2 separate regions of the Arachis hypogaea genome follow, and region 2 is linked to region 1. The links are chromatin contacts, called in public Hi-C maps. All regions are on one chromosome and are shown on one strand. The core of a region is the stretch at or near the end of the contact, and the rest is flanking DNA. Distances in the headings are between cores, read along the strand shown. Region 1 has its middle 50 kb from the start of LOC112715324. Region 2 holds the start of LOC112715325 (pentatricopeptide repeat-containing protein At4g33990).

What was found. Hi-C and Micro-C count contacts between places; a contact is called where the count stands out from the background.
Region 2: a contact with region 1 is called in a Hi-C map of an unstated tissue, with 5 times the contacts expected there. The contact joins the promoter of LOC112715325 here to the enhancer-like site in region 1. A contact is called at or near these places in 2 of 8 Hi-C or Micro-C datasets (leaf and an unstated tissue).

The regions. Positions count from the first base shown.
Region 1 is chr10:18,968,632-18,976,102 of arahy.Tifrunner.gnm2.J5K5, reverse strand. No RefSeq gene overlaps it. Among protein-coding and RNA genes, the nearest start is that of LOC112715324, 50 kb to the right of the region's middle. Within about 2 kb of position 3,417, at least 1 of the 3 cell types and tissues checked has open chromatin away from gene starts, as enhancers often do.
Region 2 is chr10:19,182,022-19,189,492 of arahy.Tifrunner.gnm2.J5K5, reverse strand. It overlaps LOC112715325 (pentatricopeptide repeat-containing protein At4g33990), which reads right to left and starts at 3,775. Exons shown (of 6, transcript XM_029289613.2): 1 at 3,233-3,775; 2 at 1,308-1,957; 3 at 1-404. The coding sequence starts at 378.

The DNA of each region.
Region 1 (7,471 bases), core at 2,168-4,667:
TGGCTATCACACTCATATGATCATCACGTGTGTTATAGAAAATTCAAAACCCATATTCTCTACACGTTTTAACATCACTAATAAAAGAAATACTGCAAATTTAAATTACTTGCTCATTTCTAAAAATAATTTCATTAAAAGATCTAAAACATTTTTGTTAAAAATGTGTTAGTCATAAAAAGTAACAATAATAACAGTAATAATAATAATTATAATAATATCAATTAATGTACTACATTAATATCAATAATAATAAAAGTTATTATAATTATAATAAAAAAAATTTATCTCTTTAAAATTAATGTTAAGAAAATTTTCTATTTTCTTAAAATGAATTTTATGTAAATTTTTGTCAATTTATAATAAAATTTAAATATTAATTTTTAATACAATCAAATATCTTTAAATCTAAAAGATATTTTAGAATTTTTCAAAATTAATACAAAAAAATTATTTTTATTTAAATTTTAAAAGGTTACCTTAGTCATTTAAAATGAGTATTTTAGTCTTGTTAAAATCAAATTCAAATTTTTCATTTCTAATATGATCAAACAATGTGAATTTAATCTATAATGATATTTTAATTTTTTTTAGATTAACTTTAAAATGTTATTTTGTTATTTTAAAAATTAATTATATGAATATTTTAATTGTTTCGAATGTTAAATTTACAATTTCTAATACAATTAAATAATTTTTATTCTAAAATGGTATTTTAGTTTTTTAAGGTTAATGCTAAAAAAGATTGTTTTGGTATTTTAAAATTAATTATAAAATGTTTTAATCTTTTTAATATTAAATTAAAAATTATAGTTGCTAATAAATTAAATAATATTATTTATTCATATAAAATGTGTAATAGTAATATTAAAATTATTACATAAAGAATATTTTGATATTTTAAATTTAATGCTAATTAACAAATATTTTAGTTTTTTAATATGAATTCTGTAGATATTTTAGTATTTCAAAATAGAAATTAAATTTTAAGTCGTAATACAATTAAAAAAATTTAAAAATAAAAAATTTTTTAATCTTTTAATACTGGTACGAAAATATTATTTCTTCATAATGTTAAAAAAATTCTTTTAATTTTTTTAAAAAAGATATAATTAATTTTTAATTATTTTATCAATTTGTTATTTAATCTAACAGACCCTTTCATAATTAGTACAACTTTAAAGTAGAATTTTATAAATTTACACATTTTTTGTACGGCACTAATATAGGCCGTTAAATTAGAATATTATTCCCGAGTCCTTTAAGAACTAGTTTCAAGTTTTCCCACCTTATATTATATGATTACAAATCTAAATGCATGCCCTCAACTATAGTGTTGGATGATCTGGATTCGTTTCTTTAAAATCAAGGGCATAGGCTTAGGATCATAAATATAGCCACTATTACCACCAGCTCTATATTATTCTGGTTTTCATCCTCATTGTTTAATGTTTAATATTTAATGTCAAAAGGTGGAAATAATACATGTGTTTGCGATTTTTACATCGTTTATGCATTAAGATCAATCGTCAGCTGTTTTAATAATTGATCATATTGAATCTCTTCAACGTTATTACCACGATTGCAATCTAAAGATACTGTTGTTGTTATTCAACTTTAAAGATAGTAGGATGATGAAGAATGAATTGAAGTTTAGTTTGATAGTACTCAATTTGACATTGAAGTTCTTGAATTACAGGAAATAAATAAGGGTAAAATTACAGGAAATAAATTGAAGCTCTATATTGAGTGCTATGAAGCATGAACACATTTCAGATATAAAACTTTTTGATGCTGACATGTCTGTCTTTTGTCTGTTTCACTGTGTTTTAATAAAAAACAAATTTTTTTTAAATTCATTTAAACACACCTAAATATCATCATGTGTCAACGTATTCCGTCTTCTTCTTAACATATATTTTTTAAATGAGTTTAAAAATAGTATATATTATTAAGTATTAAAACAAAAAAATATTTTAAATTTTTTATATCATAAAAAAATATTAAAAATAATTAAAAATTTTATTTATATTTTAATATCAATAAAATATCAAAATACTATTATAATTTATCTAAAAAATACTTTATATATTACATATATACCATATTCTCATGTCTTATAAGAATTTTAAATTTATGTATCCGCGTATTGCATGTAAGTGTAAGTATCCTAGCGTCATAAGTTAACCGTTTAAACTTTAATAATAGGAAGGATAAGATTAGAAGTAACTTCAAACGTTTTTAACAAAATTGAATTAAATTAAGAGCCAGCGATATTTTTAAAAAATTTTAAAAATATTAAGAGATAAAAAAAATTTTATTTTTTTTTTAATTACACTGGTGATTTTGAATCCAGCTAATGCGAAAGGAGAAAAACTAACCTAATCACCTACACTAATTGAGCTAGTTTCAATTGGCTGGCACTCTGAATGTTTATTATCATCCTCACTTAAAGTAACATTTTCTTCAATTTAGATCAGGGACGAATTTAGGACGATGGGTCCAGAATTTTCAGTAGCATCTTATACATATTTCTATTCATGTATTTTGCTAAATAGTTGTGGTAGGTTGATTGTTGCATCATGTGTTTTTTACTTAAGTGTGGCAGGTTGGTAGTTGCTTTTTTTTTTTTCTTGGAAGCGTTCATATAATATGGAAAACAAGAACTAAAATTTACTCTATTTCTTTTTGCTAAGACATTCGAAGTTCTAAAATCAAGACACGGTGAAATTTTGAGAAAAACCAGACATGCGTTCAATGGCATGCTTGAATCATGATGCATCTATTTTTTTTTTTTTGGGAATGCATCTGTGTTTATTAACCCTCCCATTATTTTCTCCGTTTTTTGGTCAAGGACTCAAGGCCTTACTTTTTTTTCATCTCTATTTAGTATATTTTTCTTTTGTTAGACCAAAAAACAATAAAGATGTGATTTAAGCAAATTATTCATATAGTATGTGAATAATTAATATACTGATTAATTTTTAGAAGACAACAACTCAAGAAATTAATCTCTAAAATCTTCTTTGATAACAAATTAGTTTTTTAAATGTCTTTGTTAATACTAAATAAATTATTAGAAACAATTCATAAAAGATCAACCCTAAAATACATTTAACTTGTAAATATCTTCTGTGAAATATATTTACTAGCATTTTATATTTCTAAAACAATTGATGGTTTATCACTTTTTTTAAGAAAAATACTAGGGGATAACAATGGAGGAAAAGATTGAAGAGTTGGCTAGCATTACCTTAAATTCCAGAAGAAAATATTGATCACCTCATATTCTTTTCTAAATATCACGTGTTAGATTTTTTAAATATCACGTGTTGGATTTTGGATCCGTGGGGAACTGACGAACTGTCCCAACAGAAAGAAAAATGTAAACCTCCAAAGTTGCAGATTAGGCTTATTCCTTAATTGTGGCCTTTTTGAATTGGGCCTAGCATATGGGTAGGCTTATGTTTTGTTCAGAGTAACATAAGAGAGTATAAAAAGAAAATTCAGATCATAAGAGAATATAAGTCTCAAATTTTAAATTTAAATAAAAATTTAATCATCACTCAATTTTTTTAAAAAATTTAAATATCCTACCCACATATATTAATACAAGTAAATAAATAAAGACAAATTAACAAAGTAAAAATTTGCCAACAAATTATAACTCAAATGGTACAATATTTTCATTCTCATCTAAATGATTCGAGTTTAAGTTTAACTTCTAATCTTAAAAAAAAAAAAGTAAAAACTCATCTTCTCCATCTTATTTATTCTTCACTCTCTTTCTTTCACAAAAACTTCATGTGCAAACACAAAAAAAAAAAAAGTCAACACCATAATATTAAAAATAGATCAAGAGACTCTAAAAAATACCAAGTCTACATAAAAATTTTATGTATTTTATTCATATTTGTACATAATATGTATATATTTATTATTATTATTATAATTATCATTATGATTATTATCCATGTGACTTTTTTTAATGAATGTGTATACATGTGATGTTATGTGTTACATGATTTCTTATATTATATTATTTTAAATGCTCTACATCATTAAATAATTAAAAAAATGATCTTTCGATAAGAAAACGTGTCCTTTATAGATAAGATAATTGAGATAATTCTTCAGTAAAAGAAGGTGGTCAACTATGAAGTATAAATATTTTGTTAAGTTGTCATGTCCGCATGTCAAATACATTTTGGATATGATACTTATTACGTTGGGTAACTGGAGATTAATGGGCTGGACTCGTTAGGTTAGCCCAATTGTCTGAGGAGGGAAGCCTTCGAGTGGGTTCACGCCTTTGGGGCCTCCGTCCGACTTGTGAGCGTGAGTGAATGGGGGTGGTACCTGCAAAGACACTCTGATGCCTAAGTCAGCAAGGGTATGAGCAGGTCTAGAGAGTATTGGGACTTAGAGATACCTGAGGGGTGTCAGTGTATTTATAGTGGTGAACCAATAACCACCATTGGAGTAGTTCCACCTTTTAAGGTGGATAACCGTCCCTTTATCTTAGGGAGGTTGCGATATGACTCCTGGAAGTGGGTTAAGAAATTTTAGGGGCAGTTATTATCTGCCAGCTAATCTTCGCTTCCGACTTCCTTAGAGCAAGTCGTGGGGAGCACCAACTTCTTAGGGGAAGGTCGGTGTACTGTGAGGCTCAACCCTGTGGGTTGGGCCTGCCGTTTGGACTTGGGCCTTAGCATTGGGACAGGGTATGAACAGTACCCCTACTCGAGCCCAATTTCTTTTAAGAGTTGGGGTCAAGTACTATAACTCGGGACCGTATCCGACCTGATAGGGAACTGACGTGATTTTTTTAGAACCGACATATTTTTTGTTTAAAAGCTTTCAACAGCCGCGTCTAATCAAACGTCGCGTCTCTTAGAGGTTTAAGCATTCATACGCGGGGGCGGTTACATTGGTAACGGTGCAACTCTTAAATAGCTTGTGCCGTTTTACCTTTATGCCCCTAACGTGTTTATAAATACTTTTCCCTCTCCTCGCTTGTTTCGTTTCTGAAAACTTTTCCACATGCACCCTTTGTTGATCGAAAGAAGAAAGCTCCTTCCTTTTCGAGTGCTTTTGCTTCCATCTTTCTGCGAGGAAAAATGTCAGTTTCTTTTCTTACTCTTTCTTTGCATGTTTTATTCTGTAGAGTGTGGATGGTAGTCTTGGTGTTTCTCTGTTTAGTTTTGAGAGACTCGCCTCGAACCCTTAGAGACCCTATTTTTGATCCATTTCTTTTTCCTTTGTAGGTTTTGCTATGTTTTTCTAGAAAAATAAAATATCTTCTGTTTAAACTCTTACTCAATGGGTGGATATCACGGTTCTAGGGGAAGAACCTCTTGTTGACACTGACTTCATCACCAACCTCCACACCCATCATAGGCTTTGTACTTCTGATGAGGATGAGCCGAAATATGAACTGATTGCCCCAGGTCTGGAAGACCGGGTTTGCTTTGGGAGGGCTTCTGAGGCTGCCCCTCATTTTTTTTATATGTATGAGAGTATGATTACCCGCCTAGGCATTTTTCTCCCTTTTTTTGACTTTGAGATAGATGTTTTAGGTCACTGTCGTGTTGCTCCTACCCAACTCCATCCCAACTCTTAGGGTTTTTTGAAAATTTATCAATTTATCACTCATGCTTTAGACTTTCCGACTTCTTTGAAGATTTTCTTTTATCTCTTTCATATGACTAAGCCCTTCAATAGGCAAAATAACAAACAGCAGTGGGTATCTTTCCGGGCCATACAAGGTCGGAGAGTTTTTACCCTTTTTGATGAACCCTTCCATGACTTCAAAAATTTCTTTTTCAAAGTTCAATCTGTAGAGGGTCACCATCCCTTTTTCCTGGATCAAAATTCTTCTCCTCGATTTTCCCTGTATTGGTTATAGGCCTCTCCTTGTGAAAAATACGGTCTGGATAATTTGGATGAGGTAGAGGTGGCCGTTGTGGGGTTTCTCTGAGAAGTTTAGGGGAGAGCCCCCTACCTGGATTCAAAAAAGTTTCTCCAAGGGTCTCCGACCTTTGTCCAGGCTCAACTAGGTAGCTTTTGTTTGTTTTCTCATATTTTTTGACTTGATGCTTTGTACGACTTGTTTCTCTGACTTGTTTTGCTGATTTTAACTTCTTAATTGCTTTTACAGAAATGGCAAAGAAGAATTTCAAGGAGTCTTACCAGAGAGTTTAGGAGGCCAAAGCAAGATCCTGCGCCAGAGTCAGCGGTGCCAGGGCAGCTGGTCCCTCTCTTCCTTCCCCTCCCCTTTCTTCTCACAACTTGGGGACCCCCACTCATCCTATTGTCATTTCTTCCTCAGCCTCTTCTCTGTCGTCCCCTCCTTCCCGACCTTCTCCTGAGCCAGAAAAGAAGAAGCGCAAGACTTTAGAGTCTGGCTCTTCCTTTGAAGGTGAGGCCAAGGTGAATGAGCCTCAATTTGTTCGAGAGTATATCTATCCTTATACTCGTATAAGTATGGATGATGCTTCTGTTCGAAGCCACCTTACTATTCTGGCTCAGGAGAGTATCAGGGCGGCGGAGATGTGCACCAAGTTTCTTGATATTTTTTAGAAGACTCCCCTCAGCTCTTTGGGTTCATCCCTGAGGGTTGAAGAGTTAGAGGAGAGGATTCTTTTGTATCAGGAGGCTGAGAAGAGTCTGAAGGAGGAGATCGCCAAGTTGAGGGAGGAGAGGGATAATCTCCGGAAGGAGGAGGAGAAGTTGATGGGCCGTTGCTCTATGGTGGAGGGTCTACGGGAGAAGGTGGAGCAGAGCTATTCGAGCTTGTTCTAGGACCTTGTGGAGGTTAAAAAAGATCTGGTAAGAGCTCGGGATGCTTATGCGGATATGGAAGACTCCATTGCTGACGGATCCGAGGAGGCATGGAGGGTTTTTAAGGAGCAAGTCGGGGTTATTGCTCCCGACCTGGATCTCTCCCCTTTGGATCTTGATAAGGTCGTGATCGACGGGGCCATTGTATCTCCTCCCCGACCTGTGTCTGAATCCGAGTTGAAGACTCGGGGCCAGAGAATAATAGAGTCCCCTCCCCGACCAGATGATGCTCCAAGTTCTTCGAAGGCTCCTGAGACTTTCCCTCCATCTCCTATAAATGTTTCTTTCCCTGACTCTGGTGGTGCTTCGACTACTCTCCCTAGTTCTGGTGGTGATGTTCTTCCCAACTGAAAAAATTATTTTTGGCTATATGGGGTCCTGGCCTGTGGGTCCCCCCTTTTTTAAACTATTTATTTTTATGTTGTGGTGGTATTCTGCTGACATTTACTTGGCCTTTTATGGTCGTAAACAAAATATTTACAAATACCCTTTTTTGGACAAGAGTTTAAGTTATTTTTGTTGGTGGTGTGCATGCTTTTTCTGTTTAGGTTTCGAAAAAATCCTTTTGATCTTTGTTTTGAAAACCTTTTTCTTTGCTGGCTGTCCCTTCTTCTAGGTTTTACTCAAA
Region 2 (7,471 bases), core at 2,526-5,025, 210 kb before region 1:
GCAGCTGCGAACATAAGCAGCCACCATTGAATTCCAGGCAAAGATATTCTTCCTCTGAAGCTGGTTGAAGGTGGAGCGAGAGAATGTGATGTCCCCAAGGGATGCATACAAATTAACCAGCTTTGTTGACAAAACAACATCTTGAGCTTTTCCCAACACAACGAGAAGAGTGTGAAGCCTCTTAGCGATGTTGATGTCCCTGCAAACTCGGATTAGAACGTCGAAATCGAAAGGAAGTGGAAGTGCCAAGTTTGTTGCTCTTGTGGAAGTGTATGGGAGTTGCATGTGCATGGTGAAGCCATCTCTGCAATGAAAGAACCTTGGAAACGAGACGAGGTTGAGTTTGGAAATGGGCACCAATTTGAGAAGTGAACACATACAGACATGAGATGAGGGAGCCTAACCTTCACAATGCCAGCATCAAAATAGATCAATATATAATAACTAAAAAAGAAATTCCAATTGACAGCAATTGCCAATCACAGATTAATATACAATAAAGAACAATCACATAACCTTGGTCACAAGAATACTAGCATCAAAAACAAAGTTCTGAAAACCGAATCGGTCATCGAACTGTTATAGTTATTGGTTCACTACTTTACTGGTCCAACCGGAAAAACCGTTTTATAATAAAATAATAAATAAAATATAAATAAGCATACTAAAACATAACTATAGTCTAATATAAATCTTAAAATGTCATTCAAATTTAAAACACTATATCAACTAAAGTCTTATGATCTTATCAAAATACAAATTCAAAAGTCAAATAACAAAAAAAACGATATCTAAAGATTAACAAGTTAACAAGGTTTCAGCATAAACTTTTTCTAAGATTAACAATGAACAGTAACAATGAGCATAATTTCAGCATAATTTTCAGCATAATTTTAAAAAAGGTTAATAAACTTTTTCAAATATTAACTATGAGTAGTGGCAATGAGCATAATTTCAGCTAAATTATTTTTTGCACAGCATAAAACAAAAAAGATTAACAATGGGCAGTATCAATGAGCATAATTTTAACAAAGGCTAATAAACTTTTTCTAATACTAACCATGAGTAGTAGCAATGAGCATAATTTCAGCTAAATTATTTTCAGCACAGCACAAAAAAAAGCAACAAAACAGAGTACAACACAGCACAGTAGTATCCATGAGCTGAGCTAATCATTCAACAATTCAATCTGAACGGCACAACAGTAGTAAAATCCTAAATCGAAGAAAAAAGAACCAAGAACAAAAAATTCAAAAAAAAAAAAAAACAAAGAAACCAATCTGAGTAGCACTAGCAGAATCGTAAACCTTAGTTCTGACTTCTGAGCAGTCTGAGCAGAGGGGCAGAAGCACGCCGGAGACGAAGGCTAGGCAACGAGCACGACGATGGTGGGTTGGAAGAAGCTGCGGCTAACAAACGAAGAGCAGACTCCAACACGCCGAGCTCAAGGAAGAAGCTGCGATTGGTGGGTTAGAAACTTCAAGCACCACGACCAGACGAAGACGGTGATGCTTGAGCGCGACGGACGGTGGCAGGAGCGCAATAGAGCGGACGAAGACCAGGGACTGACACCGAGCTCAGGAAGGAGGTGCGATTGTTGAACGAGGAAAAAGGGCGGACGACCAGACAACGACGGTGGTGCTTGAGCATGACGGACGGCGGCAGTCCTTGTGGCGGTGGTGGAGAAGCTAGGGTTTCGGTGGCAACACTCTTAAGTCTGAACTGAAGAGAAGGAGAAGATAAGGTAGCTGGGTAGGGTTTCACATTTTTCTTCCCCCATTAAACTTCAACAAGGCGCCATTTCCTTCAAACCGGCGGGTTCCCTGTCCGGTCCAACCAGCTGGTTCTAGGTCGATTTAGCAGCTCTCCACCAATTTTTTATCACTGTTTTACATGGCTGGCCGGACCATTAATGCTGCCAATTCACGGTTGGACCAGTCCGACCGGCCTATCCTGTCTAGTTTTCATAACATTGATCAAAACTATGGTTGCGAAAACTGAACCGGTCAATAAACCAGTAGAGTGACTGGTTCAATAATTTAGTGGTTCAACCGAAATTCAACCAGAATTCAACCAGTTTAATTAAATATAAAATAAAATTATTGAAAATTTTATATAATTTCAAATATTTAAATTCAATGAATTGTAAGCTAATAAAATTCAAAGTTTCACATAATTATTTATAATTTACCATTAAAAGTTTACAAACAACTTCAAACATCAAAGTTTATAATTAAAAAAATCAAAATGCACATATATGCTCCTCATCACAAATCATAATCATCACAAAGTAAACTAAAGCAAGTGATCAATATTAGCTAAGAGCAATTATTTGGTATTCTTCAGACTAATTAAGGCATTCCCGTATAAAGTACACTATTAAGGAAACTAACATTAAGTCATATATGCTACTAAACAAACTTAACACAGGTTCATATAACTTAGATTGCCACATCCCCAAGAAAACAACACAGTAAAATTTCAGGGCTTTCAACAATTTTCTGGTCAGCTTTAGATGAGGCTATGTAATTTGCAACATTGGCAGAGCAAACAAGCTTATCAGTTTTCTCATCCGGGATTTCAACTGAAAATTCTTTTTTCAACATCAATCAGAGCCGAATCCAATTGAAGAGCACAAGTATCTCAATTACATATTGACACACTCATTCCCAGCAAAGCACCATCAACAAGTCAGAATCAGAAAAATCAGTAACCAACGACTCAGAAATCAGAATCAATATAACAAAACTTAACAATGCAGTGAAGCACATAAAGGATAACACTTATCCGCCACCAGAAGAAACAACAATAAAAACAAGTTTTTAAGTTTAACTAATTTTGCTCACGAACAAGCCAACAACTAATAAATTAACTCAGAATTAGAACAATAGCACAAAAATAACTCAGAAAATTACCAATAATCAACGATAATTAACCCAGAAGTCAGGACAAAATAACAACAACCCAGCCCTGTTAATAACAATGAACAAGGAAGAAAAATAACTCAGAAAACAACAAGTAACCCAGGAAAACAACAATCAACAATCAACATAATTAAATCCAGAAAAATAGCAATTAACTCCCAAAAATGAAACTGAATAAGCAGTGGAGGGATGGAGGCTTACAAACTCAGAAATTCAGTAACTCAAAATAAGCAGAAATTAACCAGAAATCAGAAAACCAAACAAAAGTACAAAAACAAGCAAAAATAAATTGAATCAGCAGTGCTTACGGGCGGCCAAGGAGGAAGGCAAGTGACGGCCACGGAGGAATGGGAAGTGACGGCAACTGACGAGGGAAGTGAGCTCGGACAGAGAGTAACAGACAGCTCGAAGAGGGATGCTGGCCTCGGACAGAGAGAGAGCTCGAAGAGACGACGACCGACCGATCAACCTTTGGTACGGCGACGCCACCGGATCAACGCGTCCTTCGTGCGACGGCAACGAGAAGAGGAGCGATGAGAACTAAGAAGAGTTCGGCGATCCGATGAGAAGAGTTCTGCGACAACAAGAGTGTGACGGCACCCACGTTTTGTCCCCACCGGCGGGGAGCACCCTGTACCAGAGGAGAAGAATTTGGCGATGAGGGACGGTGATGGTGGCTGGCTGGGCTTAGGGTTAGGTTTCAGAGAGTGAGAGAAAGGAAGTGGGGTATTTCTTCGTTCTTCTTCCTTCTGATTGCAACACAGCGTCGTTTTTCATTGATGCACCGAAGCGGAAACCACGAAAAAATCCGGCTGGTTCTGACGGTTCACTGATTAACCATGATTTACCCAGTTTCAATTTTTTGCAGTTTTATACTTTAATTGAACCGGCTAAGTGACCGGTTAACTCGGTCAAATTAGTCAATTCGGTTCAATTTTTAAAACATTAATCAAAAGTTAAATACTTAAATAGTCAAAAATCCAATTGATAGAAATTACCAATTACAAATAAGGGTGTTCGAAGTGTGGTTTGGATCGATTTTGAATCAAAAATTTATCCAATCCGATCCAATTTCAAATTATTTGAATTGGATTGGATTTGTGATTTTGTAAATTAAAAAAGTTAAATACATATAACAAGTCTCAATATTATATTTTAAATAATTAACAATGACATAACAAGTTTTAATAATATTTTAAAAAGTCACCGATAACATAACAATAGAAATAAAATTATAAGTTAGTTAAAAAAATAAATAAATCACATTTTGAACATAAAAGATTTATTAAATAATAATAATATATGAATAATATAAAAATGTATAACAAATTAAACATGTTATAAGTATAATTGTAAATATAATAATAAAATAATAATATTATAGTTCATTGTGCGATTGGATTGATTTGGATCAGTTATAAAAAGAAGATCTGAAATCCAATCCGATCCAACTGTTTGCAAAAAATAGAATCCAATCAAATCCGAATTAGTGCGGTTTTAATTGGTTTTCAGTTTGAATTGGATTGGATGAGCGGTTTAATTTAAATTAGTTTAGATTTGAACACCCTTAATTACATATTAATATACAATTCAAGAAGATTAAATGATTAATATACAATAAAGCTCACATAAAAGAGAAAGCAATCAGATTCATATACAATAACAAAAAAAATAAATAAATACCCAACACCGTTTTTGTCCATTTTTATAAAGGACAAGGCGCTCTTTCCAAAAAAAATGAGCACTTCAATCTTCAATCTTTTTATTTTAAGATAATACGATTTTTCTATTAAAAAATTTATTAAGTAATAATAAAAATTAGTAATATTAAAATAATACTTTTTAAAAATATTTATATTAATAGAGTATTTTCATTTTAAAAATATTTAGTTTTAAAATTCATGGAGTTTTAAAACTCCAATCAATAGTATTGTAACATCACCAAATTTTGTAGAAAATAATAAGGATAACTAAAACTAATAAATATATCATATATGTGTTTTTCTGTAAATTTAATTAATGGTGGATAACTAAAACGTGGGAGTAATAAATTTATTCTTTTTTTATTAATAAGAATAATTTCAATAGAGTGCTTTTGGAATATCATTTTTTATAGAGTTAAGTACGATTTTGGTCCTTAAAGTAGGAGTTGAGAATTATTTTCGTTCTCAACTTTTTTTTACTTGCAAAATCGTCCCTAAAGTTTAACTTAATTTTAAAATTGTCCTTCGGATCAAAATACCCCTCTCCTTCTTCCCCAAAATCTTCATTTTCTATTCTGCTTTTTCTTCTTCTCCATCACAGCATCATCTCTTCTTCTTTTTTCTTCTTTTTCATCAAAGTATCAACAATAACAACAATAAAACAATGTAATAAAAATAAAAAAAAAAACAACCAGAAACAGAAGCAGAAACAATAGAATTAGAAGCAAAACTAGAACCAGAAGCACAAGCAACTTGAAGCAGAAACAAAACCAAAACTAAAAGCACAAGCAACTAGAAACAGATGCAGAGCATCCAAAATCAGAATGAAATTAGAATAAAAAACAATAATATAATCAAAATAAAAAACAATATAATTAACAAATCAACAAATCCACAAATCAAACAAATTCAACAATATAATTAACAGAAAAGGCAAGGAGCAGAAACGGCCAAGGAGAAGAAACGGCCGGTGAGGAGCAGCGACGACTGGTGACCGAGCGAGGAGGAAGAGCAGAAACGGTGAGTGGTGCAAAACGTCCACACTCGCGGATCTGCTGGCATCGACGTTGAGCGAGGAAGAGGAGCAGCGGCGAGATCTGGCGGCGATATCCAGCGGCAAGGACCGAACGACGAGGAGCAGCGGCGGCGACGAGGAGCAGCGGTGGCGAATTCTCTTCCCCATCCCTTTCCCCTCTTCTTCCTTGAAACCCTCCCCCCAAAGCGTGATCCCCTTTAACTGTTTTTTAATATATTTTTTAGTTAAGGGTAGTTTGGTAATAAAAATTAAAATTTTGGTAGAACGATTTAAAACTAAGTTAAATTTTAGAGATAATTTTATAAGTAAAAAAAGTTTAGGGACAAAAAAATTTTCAACCCCTACCTTAAGGACTAAAATCGTACTTAACCTTTTTTATACTGACAAGAAGTAAATTAATTTTGAATTGATTTATATTAGAATTAATAGATGAAATAATAAAATCAGTCTTATATTAGAGAAATAGTATTATTTTGATAGATAACTATTAAAATCTTGCCACTTATATAATTATCTTAATGATGGAATAATTAAATAATACATTAGTCTTAAATAACTATTTATGACATATAATCCCACAAATATCGACATAATATTTTTTAAAATTTAAAATGAAATTGAAATGAAAACTAGTATTAAAGTTGTTTTAAGTTTTCGGTTAAAAAAAAAAGTTAGCCATGCCATGAGTAACAAAAAGAAAAAAATTACAAACTCTTTGGTAATCACGTAGAAAATTAAACATTTTATGTTATCCAAAAGGGGTAGTTTTTTCCATACAAATACAATAATAATCTTCAATTTATTTTATTTTTATTTTATAAGGATTTTTTCCCATACAAATACAATAATAATCTTCAATTTATTTATTTCTTATTCATAGGGATTTGTCCACCCATACAATAATAACCCCCTTGATCATATGAAAATGATTTATTTCTTTAACTATGGATGATAGCAACAAACACAAGTGTCTCTGCCAATGCAACGAGGTTGTTCAGTTTGTGTAGGATGTTCAATTTTGCATCTTTTCTGGCACACTTCATTTTTGCAAACCAGATTCGGATAATTGGAGGTTCCTCCGGGTTACATGCTCCTGAGAGTCCTGATAATAAGTTTGTCCCTGTCGTCATGCCTAAACAAAAAATTAAATCAAATTAAATACCATAATCTTCAAAATGGCCTAGGTAGATTTTGATGTATGTAGCGCAATTAAGGTCTAAAATATGTTAGTTGTACATAAATTACTGCAAGAACTTTAATATGATTTACAAACATAATAATATAAGTGTGAATTATAATATCTACGTTGCAAGTTGTTAATTCATAGTTCAGAGTACAAAAAAAAAAAAAAAAGCAAAGAGCAACAATAATATGGAAGAGAAGAGAAGAAACTTACTGGTTGTGTTAAAGGGGAGAAGAACTTCATCATTAAAATTAAAATGCTAATTTAACTTTTACTGACTGGTTGTGTTACACCAACACCGGAAACTTTTTGTTTAGCCACTATATATTTCCGGAAGTCCTACATGATTTCATAGTAAAATATTACTCCACTAACGTGAAAATTGAGGGTCTAAATTAATTATTATGTACTATATATTTTTAATAAAATAATTAAATCTAAAATAATCAAATTTGATATCATAAAATAATCAAACATATTATAACATAATTTTTTTTTATAAAAGCACCAACTAGTTAAGCACTTTTTAAACTAAGTCCAATTAAATGCACGTTTTTTTTTCTTCGAATTTTTATTATAGACAAATTATGTATTATTAATTCAGAGATTCAATAGAATAAAAAAT